Linked DNA regions of Sus scrofa: all the other regions are linked to region 1. The links are chromatin contacts, called in public HiChIP or PLAC-seq maps. All regions are on one chromosome and are shown on one strand. Each heading gives the region's core, a stretch centred on a gene start, on an enhancer-like site or on the middle of the called end of the contact. The rest is flanking DNA. Distances are from core to core; before and after follow the strand shown. Region 1 holds the start of CLEC7A (C-type lectin domain containing 7A). Region 2 holds the start of LOC100520491 (killer cell lectin-like receptor subfamily B member 1B allele B). Region 3 has its middle 11 kb from the start of CD69.

What was found. HiChIP or PLAC-seq counts read pairs in DNA pulled down with a chosen protein or histone mark.
Region 2: an H3K27ac HiChIP or PLAC-seq map of alveolar macrophages shows a contact between it and region 1. The contact joins the promoter of LOC100520491 here to the promoter of CLEC7A in region 1. A contact is called at or near these places in 5 of 47 Hi-C or Micro-C datasets (alveolar macrophages, heart right ventricle, omental adipose tissue and 2 more) and 1 of 2 datasets of contacts at active chromatin or transcription factors (alveolar macrophages).
Region 3: an H3K27ac HiChIP or PLAC-seq map of alveolar macrophages shows a contact between it and region 1. The contact joins the enhancer-like site here to the promoter of CLEC7A in region 1. A contact is called at or near these places in 8 of 47 Hi-C or Micro-C datasets (alveolar macrophages, embryonic fibroblasts, heart right ventricle and 5 more) and 1 of 2 datasets of contacts at active chromatin or transcription factors (alveolar macrophages).

Annotation. Positions count from the first base shown.
Region 1 is chr5:61,830,789-61,835,953 of Sscrofa11.1, forward strand. CLEC7A (C-type lectin domain containing 7A) reads left to right here and starts at 2,239. Exons shown (of 4, transcript NM_001145866.1): 1 at 2,239-2,341. The coding sequence starts at 2,239.
Region 2 is chr5:62,104,676-62,109,840 of Sscrofa11.1, forward strand. LOC100520491 (killer cell lectin-like receptor subfamily B member 1B allele B) reads left to right here and starts at 2,024. Exons shown (of 6, transcript XM_003481689.4): 1 at 2,024-2,667. The coding sequence starts at 2,586.
Region 3 is chr5:62,086,390-62,091,554 of Sscrofa11.1, forward strand. No RefSeq gene overlaps it. Among named protein-coding and RNA genes, the nearest start is that of CD69, 11 kb to the left of the region's middle. Within about 2 kb of position 3,187, at least 2 of the 83 cell types and tissues checked have an H3K27ac peak or open chromatin away from gene starts, as enhancers often do. A contact at or near this core is called in alveolar macrophages, where this site is marked.

The DNA.
Region 1 (5,165 bases), core at 989-3,488:
CTTGGAGATAGACAGATAAGCCTCTGAATCTTCTCTTAGAGCAATTACTTCGGAAGCCTGCAACTAAAATCCTCTCTCTGCCCTTTGAGATGTAAATTGACCGCCTAAAACTTTCATCAAGGTCCGGAAAGACATCTCTGAATGCAAACATTTAGGGAGTTAGGGATGTAATTGGCCCTCTAACGTCAGTGGGGGCACCACTTTGCTTCAACATGCACCACTGTCTCCCATCAAAAAAGATGGAGAGGAGTTCCTGTCGTGGCGCAGTGGTTAACGAATCCGACTAGGAACCATGAGGTTGCGGGTTCGATCCCTGCCCTTGTTCAGTGGGTTAACTATCCGGCGTTGCCGTGAGCTGTGGTGTGGGTTGCAGACGCGGCTCGGATCCTGCGTTGCTGTGGCTCTGGCGTAGGCCGGTGGCTACAGCTCCGATTGGACCCCTAGCCTGGGAACCTCCATATGCCGCGGGAGCGGCCCAAGAAATAGCAACAACAACAAAAGACAAAAAGACAAAAGACAAAAAAAAAAAAAAAAAAAATGGAGAAGTTTGTTTCTCTTTTGGAAAAAAGATCAATTAATAAATCTAGATGGTCTTATCACATGGATTAACCCTCTCAAGACCACTCAGTACCTTTCCCTTAGCACACCCCAGTCTTTAAAAAGTCTCTAGTCTCCTCTTTTGGGGAAGTCGAGTTCAGTTTATTTGGGGCCTTCTTTTCTGTTGTAATCATATAACTGAACAAAATCTGTCCTTGCTGCTTTAATGAGGGCCTAGGGTTTTTTGTCTTCGACAACTGCCAGATATCTCCTTCACTCTGTTTGCTTCAAAATCTTGTGAATGGGTTGAGTACCTCTAGTTTCCAGCAATGATAAGTGTTTTCCATATCTCATTAATTTGGGAATTACTATGGAAATCGGAAAAGAGGAAACATCAAGTATTTAATATAATATTCAGTCCCAGAATTCTCTATAAGCTGTTACTTGCCATGTAAGCGTATGGAATGGTAGCATAACAGAAGAGGTCATGGGTTTAGCAGTAAGAGTAGACTTTGGTTTCATTCCTTGCAATATTTTTAGTAGTTTCTTAAAATTGAGCAAGTGGATAAAATTTCTATGTCTCATTTTTGTCATTTGAAAATAGGACTAAACAACAAGGTCCTACACTATGACACAGGGAACTATATTCAATGTTTTGTGGGAATTCCTGTGGTGGCACAGCAGAAATGAATCTGACCAATATCCATGAGGATGCAGGTTTGATCCCTGGCCTTGCTCAGTGGTCTGGGATCCAGCTTTGCCATGAGCTATGATGCAGGTCACAGACGTGGCTCAGATTTTGTGTTGCTGTGGCCGTGGGGGAGGCTGGCAGGTGTAGCTCCAATTTGACCCCAGCATGGGAACTTCTATATACCCATGGGTGCGTATAAATCTTGTATAAATAATAATGGAAAATTATATGAAAAATAATACATAGGACTAAAAGAAATAGGACCAGTAGTGTCTAGCTCACAGACTTGTTGGAAAACTGAGATTGTATGAGAGAACATGTAGATGGGTAGTACTTAGCTCATAGTCATTGTTGAATAAATAATGTACTACTTTGTATTATCAACCCTGACAAATCCCAAAGAGATGTGTTACAGTGTACCTTCTAATGGCATCCTTCCTATAGCTACTGTCTCTGGGTTCTTCTGTTAGTCAGTGAGATTCTTCACAGGTAATCATTTTGTTCTTCTAATCCCAGCTCTGGCCAGATGAAAAGATGGATATTTGCTAAGTGTTTACTAGAAGCGTGAGTACATGAGTAAATGAATGAATGTATAGGTCTAGCAAAGTATTGGTGAATTCAAGGTATCAAAATTATTTTAAGTTTACCTAGGCCAAGTCAACTGATGATGTCCAATTCAGTTGTGAGACTGATGAAAGCAGCCCAAGACATGAATGGTGTCATTTGTCTTACATTTGGCCTGAAACAAAGATCTATCTCGTGTGCTACCTTTTCATTTTTTATGTGACATCAGTCTCAGAAACAGGATCTGAAGGTACCAATGGGAAGTTACCACAGCCTAGTTTTCATTTCCTGCTTTTGGGTAGCTGGTCGGACTACTTGTTAATGCTTAGTAAACCAATCCCACATGATTTGACTCCTAGATCCTCTTTTGTCTAGAGGCACTTGTCTTAGGAGAAGAGAGGGATGAGCTCGCAAATGCTGTGTCAGTTTAGAAACTCACTTGAACCATGGAATACCAGTCTCCTTTAGAAAATGTGGATGAAGATGGATACACTCAGTTAGACTTCAGCTCTCACAACCTCACCAGGAGATCTGTGGTCTCCGAGAAAGGTATTTTTTTTTCTTTCTGATTTCAACATTGTCAATCTCATCAACTGAAATTGGAAGTGGAAAAGAGAGGCGAGACGTGATTTGTTGGGCTTTTATTACTATATGTTGATTTTCAGAAATCGCTGAAGATTCTTTGAATGTGCACGAAGCCTTTTCTCTCAGCAACCATTCAGTGACCAATCATTAGTACAGTTGACCCTTGAGCAACAGGGGTTTGAACTGCACAGGTCCACTTATATATGGAGGTTTTTTAATCATAAATACTACAGTGCTACACCATCTGAAGTTGACTGAATCTGTGGAAGCTGAATGTAGATATGGAGAACGTCAAATACTGAGGGTCCACCATAAGTTATAGAGGAATTTTTTCGACTGTGGGAGGGTAGATGCCCTTAACCCCAGTGATGTTCAAGTGTCAAATTTATTTAAGTTAATTATTATGATGATGAAAAATACCTACAATTTCTCTATTCTCTAGAGATGGGCACTTCCAAAGTAAGAAGTTGTACTAAGTGAGGTGAAATGCAAAGATGAAAGAATTTTGACAGGAGTGACCTACTTGATAGAAATGAGTAAATTGTAGCATGGGATTTAAGGAAAGGTAAAGCAGGGATTCCTGTCGTGGCTCAGCAGAAACAGATCTGACTAGCACCCATGAGGACGCAGGTTCGATCCCTGGCCTTGTTCACTGGGTTAAAGATCAGGTGTTGTCGTGAGCTGTGGTGTAGGTCACGGATGATGCTCAGATCTGGCGTGGCTATGGCTGTGGTGTGGGCTAGTGGCTACAGCTCCCATTTGACCCCCAACCTGGAAACCTCCATATGCCTCGGGTGTGGCCCTAAAAAAGACAAAAATAAAAAAGAAAGGCAAAGCAGTGGATATGAACAACATCAAGATACTGGAGATCAGGAGAAGAATGAAAAGATGGAAAAAACAACTTGTGATTTTGTGGAAAAGGCCAAAGAAGTCAGAAGTCTTAGGGCTTAGAAGCCCAAATCTGAATTTTTTGTATGTGTGATAATGAGGTTGATTTGATATTCTTTTTTTTTATTTTTTGTAAAGGGAGTTTTTGTATGTCAGTGAAGAAATATATGTGTTAGATAAAAATATCCCATTATCAGGACACGAGTCTTAAACCAAATGTAAAAGAAGTGAAACCTGGACAAGGGCATTGGTCTCTTTAGGAGTTCCCTTTGTGGCTTAGCGTTAACAAACCTGACTAGGATCCACGAGGATGCGGGTTTGATCCCTGGCTTCGCTCAGTGGGTTAAGGATCCGGCGTTGCCCTAAGCTGTGGTGTAGGTCACAGAGGCAGCTCAGATCCTACGTTTCTGTGGCTGTGGTGTAGGCCGGCAGAGACCTCTCTCTTCATTGAATGAGCCATTTAATCTCCCCTGTAATTCTCCTATTTGAAAATTCTCTGAAATGCTCTTAATGCCTATTCTCAATCTTGGTGTAGGGGTATTAATAGAAAATGAATTTCTTGTTATCAAGGGAGAGTTTATTCACAGGTTTTGACGTCAGAATTTGCTCCCTTCTGCTTTCTGCTCATTCATATTGCACAATTATTTTCCTCTCATCGCTTGTGCAATTCTTTCCTTGGGCAACCTGTTGGGGGAGAGTGGAAAAACTATGCAAAAGATAGGGAGGTATGTGTGTGTTTACATGTATGTGTGGTTAAACGGTGGGTTATCTAGACTGTGCTAGTAGTCTAGGTGCCTTTATGTGTGTTAACTTATTTAATTTTCATAATAACATTTTGATGTATTAGTACCCTCACTTTTCACAAAGAGAATTGAAAAAAAACAAAAACAAAAACCAGAGGGCATAATTTTCCCAAGAGCATGCAACAAATAAGAGAAAGGGGAAGATTACTCTTAGAAACCAGTGCTATTTCTGCTCCATGAAGCTGTCTCAAGAAGGAGTATGCTTTCAGGAATCCTGATAGTGTAAGACATATAAACATCAATGTGGAGCTGAAATTTAGAGTGCACAAATACCAAGGCACTGCACTCAAGTTACAGTTTCAGAAACATGAAGAGGTATTGCTAAAAGGGGAGAAAAATTCAGATTATTCCAGATGAGTAGATATTTCGGGGATCAGATTTTGATGAACTAGAGAACTGAAATGTTCCATGATCCATTATCCAGTTACTTTACTCAATTTCTGCTCTCTTTGGCTCCTCAGGACCTTGTGCTGCATCCCCTTATTGGCGACCCATTACTGTGACTTTGGGAATTTTATGCTTGTTAATGTTGGTGATAGCTGTGGTCCTGGGTACCATGGGTGAGTACTGGAGGAGATGAGCAATGGCAGATATTTAATTAAAAATGTGTAATGATCTAGGCACTCTTTTAAGAGTGTAACATAATCTTATTTAATCTGCATATTGACCTTATTGAATTAGTGCTATTAGTTCTTATTTTAGTCCTGGCATCATAAACCAGTTAATGGTAGGAACGTGATTGGATGTTTAGGCAGTATGTCTAAAAAACTCATACTTTTAACTGCAGTGATCTACTACCTTCTTGAATAGCTGGTTTCAAAGCTGTGGAATTCCTAGGGTAAATGAATGAGAGGAAACCAGCGGAGGTGAAGAAGGAAGTACAATTAGTGCTTATCTTCCTAATGAAATAAATTCTTTAAAAAGACTATAAGACATTTTTATATCTCATGATTTAAAGAAAGTGTTTTGTACCTGGTCCTTTAATCTGAATTTTTTTTTTTTTTGGATAATACCAGGAAATACTTGCAGCACTTACCAAGTACTAAGTGGATATCTTTTGATGGAGAAATAAATTTACCTAGATTTTATATCTCACC
Region 2 (5,165 bases), core at 774-3,273, 270 kb after region 1:
ATTGACATGAGCTGTGGTGTAGTTCACAAACATGGCTTGGATCCTGCTTTGCTGTGGCTGTGGTATAGTAGAAAGAAATAAAATGAGAAAGAAAGGAAGAAAGGAAGAGAAGCAAAAAAGAAGAGCGCTAAGATGACTCCAGATTTCGCTGGGAGTGATTTTCCATAATACAGAAGCAGGAAGAACTATCCAAAGAGAGCTAGCAGCCTCATTGAAATTGAGGAGACAAAGATAAGGGTTTGAGGAATCTGGGGCAGTTGAGAGAGTTAAAAAAAAAAAAAAAGTTCCCTTAATTCTACTGAATACTGATATTCATAGAGTTAGGATGAAAATGCACAAGTCTGGGTAAATGACATCAAAGCAGTTATCTGCAGACCAATTCAAAATTATCAGATGCCACTTTACCCTGCCCCCGTGGGACAGCCATGAGCAACAAGATGAAAATTAACAAGTGTGATAAGGCTGTGAGGAGACATACATTGACAATGAGAATGTGAAATCTTTTCAAGTTTTACGAGAATTTGTACTACTGATTTTTATATATTCCTGTTTTTGAGGTGACAAAATCTTGGGAAATCATTGAGTTATGATGGCATTTCAACATTGATCCTCCTCAAGCTCAAATCAGTACTCTAACCTAATGATGACTTGTCTCTGGTTTACTGTCCTTTAAATGTCAGCTCTATTTTCTCAGAAGTTGTGTGTTTACAATGAGTTAGTGCTTTTCCTCAGTGTGAGCGGTGGTCTGTCTCTTGATTTTGGTGTACGTGTTTTATTCCAAATAACTAAATCTGTAGTCTACTCTGTACGTGTGCTCTTAACTGTTAATTTTGTTCGTGATTATTTTATCTTGCTTGAAGACTGATTCATACTTCTTCATTTGATAAAGATAGGGTTTTTTCCTGCTTATAAAAAAAAGACTGTAAAATGGTGAAGCCTCAGTAGAAAATAGTTGGACCATTTTCAAAAGTTTAAACATAGTTACTAAATGACCCAACAATTCCACTCCTAAGTATATATCCAAAAAAAAAATCAAATCCATATGCAAATGTTCATAGCAGCACTGCTAATAAATGCCCCAAAGTAGAAACACATCAAATACCCATCAAATGATAAATGTATAATCAAAGCATGATATATCCATACAGTAAGATATCCTTCTACTATAACAAGGAATGACATACTGAAATACTACAATCTGGATGAGACTTGAAAACATTGAATGAAACAGCCCGACTCAAAACTGTGTGACAGTCTACTTATGTGAAATGTCCAGAATCCTCACATCATGTCAACTATATCAATATAAAGATGTTACATAAAAATCATGCAACTGGCAGCCCCATTATTCTTCTTCTCAGAAGAACCTGTTTGTTCACTGTTCTAAATCATCACTGGTAAATATTCTTTGTCTGGGATTAGTAGCCACATATCTTAAATGGCTTCTGTTGCCTTTTTTCTTTCAAGGAGGCTAACTTGGATTTCAGCACCTCCATTAGTTCAGAGATTATAGTGAACTCCTCCAGATGTAAGCAGCACACTAAAAAAAAAGTGCTTTTTTTTTTTTCTTTCTTTCTTTTCTTTTTATGGCTGCACCTGCAGCATGTGGTTCCCAGGCTAGAGGTCAAATTGGAGCTGCAGCTGCCAGCCTCTACCACACTCTCAGCAACACCAGATTCAAGCTGCGTATTAGACCTATGTCACAGCGTGTGACAATGCTGGATCCTTAACCCACTGGATCAAGGCCAGGGATCAAACTCGCATCCTCACAAACATTATGTCAGGCTCTTAACCCAGTGAGCCACAACAGGAACTCCAGCACCTAAAACATCTTGATCTTTTCTTTTAAGGTCCTTAAGTAAAGAGACGCTTAAGGTTCATCTAAGTAAACATGCAGTCAGATATTTCCAAAAACATTGCTTTGCCACAAATTGATGGCTGGAATAAGAAAATGCTGACTATCCTGTCCTCCTACTAAATTTAGAATCTCCAAATTTAGGACCTGAAACATGCAACACTATACTTCTCTAATGAGTTAGTGCACAGTGATAAGCAAAGAAAGTTCTCAAACATCTATTTTCCCTCTAGAGTAAGGTTTAGTGTCTATCAATTCTTTCTATTCCACTCACAATAGTATCTCTCTCTCTTTTTTTGTTGTTCTCTCCCTCAAATTGCCATTCTGCTTTGAAGAAAATACTAGAAGGTCATAGAGTTTCTGCCGGAGAGCGTGTCTAAGAAAAAAGAGGAAGTGGTTCATAGTTAAGTAGAACAATATCTTCTGTAATATCATTAAAGATTAAAATGATTCCAAACATAGGCGGAATACTAACTGTAGAGCAAAAAACTACGGCTTAAATAGTCCTTTTCTTCTATGACATGCAAGGGTTCAAAAATCTATTACCTTGATTAATAAGGCTGAACACATTGCTTTTGAGTGTTATTCATCGGAGAAACAAACCAAACTCGGGAGAGGGGAAGAAAATCATCCTTATCAATTTATCTAACTTACAGGAAGTTTGCCAACATATGGGACTCCCTTCAGCAGAATATCACTAGTGGGCTTCTCTCTCGTTTTAACATAGGCAATGGCTGGAGATATAGTCTATGCTGACATCAACATTGCCAGGACTCTTTCTTCGGAACATTCCTCTTCAGTACAGAGATCCGGTAAGTTGGATTTAGGACTCATTAAACTTAATACTTTACTTTTAATTTCCCTTATTGCTGCCCTGTGTCTATATTTGCCTTACTGGAAATAGTGAAGAGACTGGATTCAAAGCAGAACTTACTGAATGCAAGAATGAAAGTCAATGTTTTTAGTGACACAAAATGTTCGTAAAGTTAATTTTAATTTTAGCCTTAATATGTAGAATTTCGCTTTGGGTTTTCATAGACCCTCTATTCTTTATATTTGTTGTGGTGAACATTTATTATACTTACATCAATCCTCATGTCTCCTTTCTCCTCTACAGCTTTACTCACTCCAATCAAATCTTCCCTTTTAAAATAGTTTGATCAATTTATTTACACTGAGGAAAATATCTCTGGCAATGATTCGCAATGTTATTTATCCTTTTGGAATTTGAATATTGGTAGGATAAAAATGTTAAGCTAAAGACACAAAATATTAGTATTTTATTTCCTGAAGTTTAGGATTGATGACTGAGTAAGAGAATATTTTTGGAACATAAATAGATAGGCATACAGCTAAAGAGAACACTGTACCTTAATCACAAACCACCTCGAAAATAATAAATTTTCAAATCCAGTGTATTTTCTATATACATTATATACACATGAAGCATTAGAGAAATTTCTGTATTTCTTTCCTATTCTTTCCTTTAGGGTAAGAATTTTTATATTATAAACTTTATTTAAAATGTTTAAATAACTTAAAATCTCCTCATTGTGCTTGGCCTTGTGGTGTAAATCTGATGTTTTGCTTTTCTATATTTCCCAAGAATGCCTTTCTTCTCCTATATTTTTAAGCTTGCAGTTATCAAATGAATCTGAGGTGTAGTTTTCTCTAGTTGCAAGAACATGTTATTTCCTATGTTTAAATATTTTCTCTCTGCCTTGCTGAATAGAGGCTTATCTCTTTTCTCCATAGACCAGGAATTTTCACTTTAAATTAGCTAATGGAACTTAGTTTAAAAAACTATGTGGACTAGAATTGTATTCTTATTTGCCCATTTCCCCCCAAATCTCATATAATTGGTCAGTTTTTCTAGAGATTAACTCACTTCAAGCAACAAAACCCATATATATATATATATATATATATATATATATATTATATATGTATAATTTTATGGCCACATCTCCAGCATATGGAAGTTCCCAGGCCAGGGACTAAATCTAAACCTCAGCTGCTACTTACACCACAGCTGCAGCAATGCCAGATCCTTTAACCCACTGCTCTGTGCTGGGGATCAAATCCCACACCTCTGTAGCAACCAAAACTGCTGCCGTCAGGCTCTAAACCCACTGTGCCACACCTGGAACTCCAACAAAACCAATATTTTTGATTCTGCATTCTGAGATTTAATTTCTTCTGATGATGGAAAGAACATTACTCTTTTCCTTGTTTAAAGATTTGGAGACAACAATTTTAATGCTGTCTAGTCCAATATTCTAATGTTTAAAAAAAGGAAATATGACTATAATAAAGATTAAACTACTACCTATAGTCATGCTTATGACCAGATGTCAAATTTCTTACTACTCTTTCACTGCACATCTCTATTTTGGACAAATGCAACTTCTGCCCTCATGCATCATATCACTGAAGAGAGAAAGAACTATTTGATACCTTGGTTTGTAAATGTCCATGGAGCCCCACACAATTGTCCAGGGCCTTTCTTCCTAACTTGCTAAATGTCACTTATTTTGCTCTGGTTGTTGACTTTCTTTTTGTTCTTTAAATTTACCATATTCCTTCCCATTTCAAAGCCTCATCTATGTCGAAAGCCCCTCCCCAATCTCTTCATTTTTGTATTCCCCGCACCCCTCACGATATTAAGTACATAGCAAGCAATCAATAGATGCTTGGTAGGTGGAAGAATGTATAAATGGACAAATAAACTAATGGATCTCATTAGGTACTTAATAAATATTAGAGGTTTTTCGGTTCTCCATGATATAAAAAACACGGCTACTACCATGAAGCTGAGTGAAATATGGGTGAGAAGTGTGATTCCACTAAGAATACCCCAGGCTATGATTTGGGAATTCATAGCGTTCTTAAATTTTCCTTCAGCTGCCTAAAAATATGAGCTAGCATCCCACATTAGGCCTTTTATGAAGTTTGAAGATTTATTCTTTAAGTTTTTAGGTCTGTAAACTCAATTCTTCATATTAGAAGCTAGTGCTGGGACATCATCACCTTCTTCTTCTGATTGCCTTGATTGGTACAATTTGAATTGTTTTGCCTAATAAATGAAAACACATGGACTTCTTTAAAGTTTTGAGAATAAATTCCCACTAAAGATGTTTTACTTAGCAGGAAGAATTTGAACAAAATCCCATAATATTTCACTAAATAAGAGTTCCTGTTGTGGCTCAGTGGGTTACAAACCTGACTAGTATCCATGAGGATGCGTATTCAATCCCCGGCCTCACTCAGTGGGTTGAGGATCTGGTGTTGCCATGAGCTATGGTGTAGG
Region 3 (5,165 bases), core at 1,937-4,436, 260 kb after region 1:
TAATCTTCATAAGCTATTTCAATCATGGAAAATAATATTACCTTCAAAGTTGTTTTATGAATGTCTTTCATAGTATTATCTTTTTCCAAAAGATGAAACTATAGGCCGTAGGTGGTACCTTTAAACTGTTGTCACTGGTATGGCTTACTGAAAAGAAATCTGGGTTCCGGACACTGCTTAGTGAAAAACAATATAGAAATTTCTTAATCTCAGGGCCCTTCAGGTTCCATAGCCTCCCAACTCTAATAACCCGTCCTTAAAAAACAGCAAACCGCTCCTCAGTCTTGTTAGAAAACAGCAGCTTGGATCCATGCCCTGAGAAATGTGCAAGCAGAAAGTGCAGCTGTTAAGAGCTCAAGTGAAGAAGAAATACTGTCCCAGTTTCATCTCTGCCACTCACTGGCTTTCCAGGTATTTTAGTTGGCACTGGGTATAAATTCAGTCAAAATTAGCTAGAAATTAAGTTAGCTAATTCAAGAAAATGGACTGAGACCAGTACTTGGCTCGAAGTGAACTGCAAGGATGTACTACATTTTAGTGATAATTATAAGTGGAAACATCATGTCATCAAACTCCCAGTATTGGCATAAAGCAGCATCACTACCTAGCATGTCTATTTCTATACAGCATTTTTTTTGGACAGACTTGTTAAAAAATTTATTTAAGGAGTGAATATTAGTCAACAACCGCTATAGTGGACAGTAGAGTTAAAATACTAAGGAAGTGTAGCATGACAACTAGCCTGGTGGAATTTATGGCCTGTTTATAAAATTAACACTAAGGTAAACATTTATATTATGGTGGCAATGAAGCCCTAGATCAGGGAATATGTAGGGTGCTATGAAAGTGTATTACAGATATCCTAATTTATTTGGCTTTGTAGTCAAATTGTTTGCTTTCAGTGATCTGTATTTTATTTGGCTGTGCCAACATAATTTCCTCTGGAAATGGGAATAATAGTTTACCTGCTTATCTCAGATAACTATAGGGATTCAATAAATTTAAGAGTATTTTTTAAAAAAGATAAAATGCCATTGAAATGTTAGATCCTATAGTCAGTATTTAAATTGATTCAAAGCTTTTATAATACTAATATAACAATTTTTTTCCAAGTTTATTCTCAATTTTCACAATTTTGACTAGATTTTCACACCTGAAAATCTATCATAACTGAGATTAAAATTCTAATAACCTTTCTAGAGAAAATATTAGAAAATAAATGACTAGAAAGGCTCTTGGTGATTATATAAACTGATATAGTTCAACCTTTGGAAAACAGTTGAAAACTTACCAAAAACCTTAAAAAACAGATTTCTCATCCTGGCTCAGCAGGAACGAATCTGACTAGTATCCATGAGGACACAGGTTTGATTCCTGGCCTTGCTCGGTGGGTTAAGGATCTGGCATTGCTGTGAGCTGTGGTGTAGGTCACAGACACAGCTTGGGTCCCCAGTTGCTGTGGCTGTGGCACAGGCCAGCGGCTGCAGCTCCAATTTGACCCCTAGTCTGGGAACCTCCGTATGCCTCAGGCGTGACCCTAAAAAGACAAAAAACAAACAAACAAACCAACAAACCTTAAAAAGATTCTTATCTTTCCTATGAGCTAAGCTTTTTTTTTTTTTGAGGAGGGGGAGCTTTAAAGAAATGATCTTGGATGTTCAAGACATAACCATAAAATTTTTTTTTTTTTTTTTTTTTTTTTTTGCTATTTCTTGGGCCGCTCCCACGCACATGGAGGTTCCCAGGCTAGGGTCAATTGGAGCTGTAGCCACTGCCTAAGCCAGAGCCACAGCAACACAGGATCCGAGCCGCGTCTGCGACCTACACCACAGCTCACGGCACCGCCGGATCATCAACCCACTGAGCAAGGGCAGGGATCGAACCCGCAACTTCATGGTTCCTAGTCGGATTCGTTAACCACTGCGCCACTAACCATAAAAAACGCCACTAACCATAAAAATATTTATCAAAGGTCTAATTTTAGTCACGATAAATCAGAAGTCACTAAATAGTCCAAAACAAGAACTAAGTTAAATAAATATGACTTTACTACATGATGAAATAATGTACTAACATTGAAAAATAATGTCAGGGAATTCCCACTGTGACACAGTCGGTTCAGGATCCATCATTGCTGCAGCTGTGGTGTAGGTCACAACTGCAGCTCAGATTTAGTCCCTGGATGGGGAACTTCCATACGCCGCAGCAGGTGTGGCTAAAAAAGAAATAATCGTGAGGAGGAATGTTTGTGTATATGAGAAACCACACAAAACGTTAGTGCTAAACCAGCTAAAATAAGAAATCCAATAAGATTGTACCCTGTTAGATATTTAAATGATCCATGTTTCTATGTGCTGAAAGAGAGACAAACACAAAGGTAAGCACAATGGTTTTTCCTGCAAGGTAAGCATACGGATCGTATTGATTTTCCTCTCTATGTTTCTCTACAGTTTCAAAACATTCTATAATGAATAGTTATTTTACTTTTAATTAAAAAAAACCTTCTATTTTAAATAAGCCTAAGTATAGTATCATTAAGGAAGTAATTTCATTATTAGAGGATAATTCTACTTTCTGGTGACCAATTGAAACGGAGTCCCCCTCCAACTGAGTTCCCTTGCTGAGTTAATGCTTCATCTCTCCATCCAAAACTTTCTGCCCATTCTTGTCCTGCCCCTGTTGCCTTCAGGATTAAGGACAATCAAAGAAAAGGGGGATTGAAACCAAGAAGAATCCTGGGGGGACCCTCCCAGGTGCAAAATTCTTTCTGTGTCCCCTGTTTCTTTCTTTCTTTTCTTTACTTTTTAGGTCTGTAGGCATGGCATAAGGAGATTCCCAGGCTAGGCGTCCAGCGGGAGCTGCAGCTGCTGACCTACACCACAGTCCACAGGATCTGAGCTGCATCTGCAACCTACACCAGAGCTCACAGCAACCCCAGATCCTTAACCCACTGAGCGAGGCCAGGGATCAAACCCATATCCTTATCAGATTCGTTTTCGCTGAGCCACAACGGGTTCCCCATTTCTTCTGTGCTGAAAAAGGACTTTAGTCTCTGAGGCCTTTCCCCAGTTCCAGTGAACAAGTTCTAGTTAACGATCAGGACAAAACAGTCACAGGATACCTAGTTCCTCCTGCAGGGATACAGATAATCTGATGCATGTCTTCGAGTTGTTCTGCAGAAACCAAAACCCACACCCACGTGGAGGGTGATGACTATATGTTGACCACAAGCCTGCAGAGCCCAGTCTGGCTGGAACCAGAATGTTGAGATTCTGGAAACATCACCCTGTTACTTCCCCCACCAACCAATCAGAATAAGATCCACAAACTGTTTGTGCATTCTATAACACTCTTTTCTAATGCTAACTTCAAAAACGCTTACCTGAAAGCATCAGAGTTTGGGTTTTTTGAGCATGAACTTACCTGTTCTTTTTGCTTGGCACCCTGCAAATAAACCTTTAATTTGCAGCAAACAGCCACTATCAACATTTGGCTTTCTTTGCAGGGGCACAGGAGTCCATGCTCTGTAGCGCAATTACAAGTATTAAATATAAGTTTGGGAGTTCCCGTCGTGGCACAGTGGTTAACGAATCCGACTAGGAACCATGAGGCTGTGGGTTCGATCCCTGACCTTGCTCAGTGGGTTAACGATCCGGCGTTGCCGTGAGCTGTAGTGTAGGTCGCAGACGCGGCTCGGATCCTGTGTTGCTGTGGCTCTGGCGTAGGCGGTGGCTACAGCTCCGATTCGACCCCTAGCCTGGGAACCTCCATATGCCGCAGGAGCGGCCCAAGAAATGGCAAAACGACAATATATATATATATATATATATATAAGTTTGTGTAAAGAATCTCCCTTTGCGGTCTTCTTTCCCAAACACTGTGTGGGCATCCACAAGCTGCAGTGTCATCTAGTGGCTGGTTAGAGTCACTGCAGTTTTGTTTTGGTTTGGTTTGTGTTGTTTCTTGGTCCAGAGGAGGTATTCAGCCTGAGAACAGTTACGGGTGTTTTTTTAAAAAACAGTTCAAAGTTTATAGGTTATATAAAGTTTCAGGGTTTCACTATAGAGATCTTGCACTTGGTTTCTGCCGCACAGTGCAGAGCATGGAGATGATTTACATCCCAGATGATAACACCTGACATGTATTTTTGTTTCATTTTGGGGTTTTTCCCAGCTTTACTGTGGTATAATTAGCATATAAAAAAATCCACCTAATTAATGTATACAGTTTGGGTGAGTTTGATCACACATATTCTCTCGTGTTACCACCACCACAATCGGGTAATAAACATACTCGTCATGTCCAGAATTTTCCTTGTGTTTTTTGGGGATTTTTTGTTTGTGTTGTGTTTCAAGAATGCAACATGAAATCTAACATCGATGAATTCAGTAAAGCTGCAAGATTCAAAATCAACATACAAAAATCAGTTGCATTTCAGATACCAGCGGCACTCTCTCCGAAAGGGAAACTTGAAAACAAGCCTATTTATAGTAGTACCAAAAAGAATAAACCATCCCATTTACAATAGTATTGAAAAGAATAAAATGAGAGTTCCCATTGTGGCTCAGCAGTAATGAACCTGACTAAGAACCATGAGGATGTGGCTTCCATACCTGGCCTTGCTCAGAGGGTTAAGGATCCAGCGTTGCCATGAGAGGTGGTGTAGGTTACAGATGAGGCTCGGATCACGCATTGCTGTGGCTGTGGTGTTGGCTGGTAGCTGCGGTTCCAATTCAACTCCTAGCCTGGGAAGCTCCATATGCCACAAGTGCAAGCCTAAAGAAAAAATGTTTAGTATGTTTGTGCGTGCGTATATGTGTGTGTGTGTGTGTATGCATACATAATTACAACCAGCATACAGAGAAGTGCACATTATAAATGTACACTCATTTTCACAAAGCAAACATCTATGAAACCTCTACTCAAATCGACATGAAATGTTGCTAGCACCAAAGACAGCCACCTGTCCTTTCTCAGTCTCTATCTCACTCATCTCGCCCAGAAACACAGAAATTATCCATTTTCCTATTTTCTAAAATTAAGGTTTGAGATTTGTTCTTGAGCCCTCTGTGGGTAGAATCATGTGGTATGCTTTCGTCTGGGCATAATTTCCTTCAACATAGTTATCCAGTTTGAATTCATGATCAACATTATGTGGATGAGTT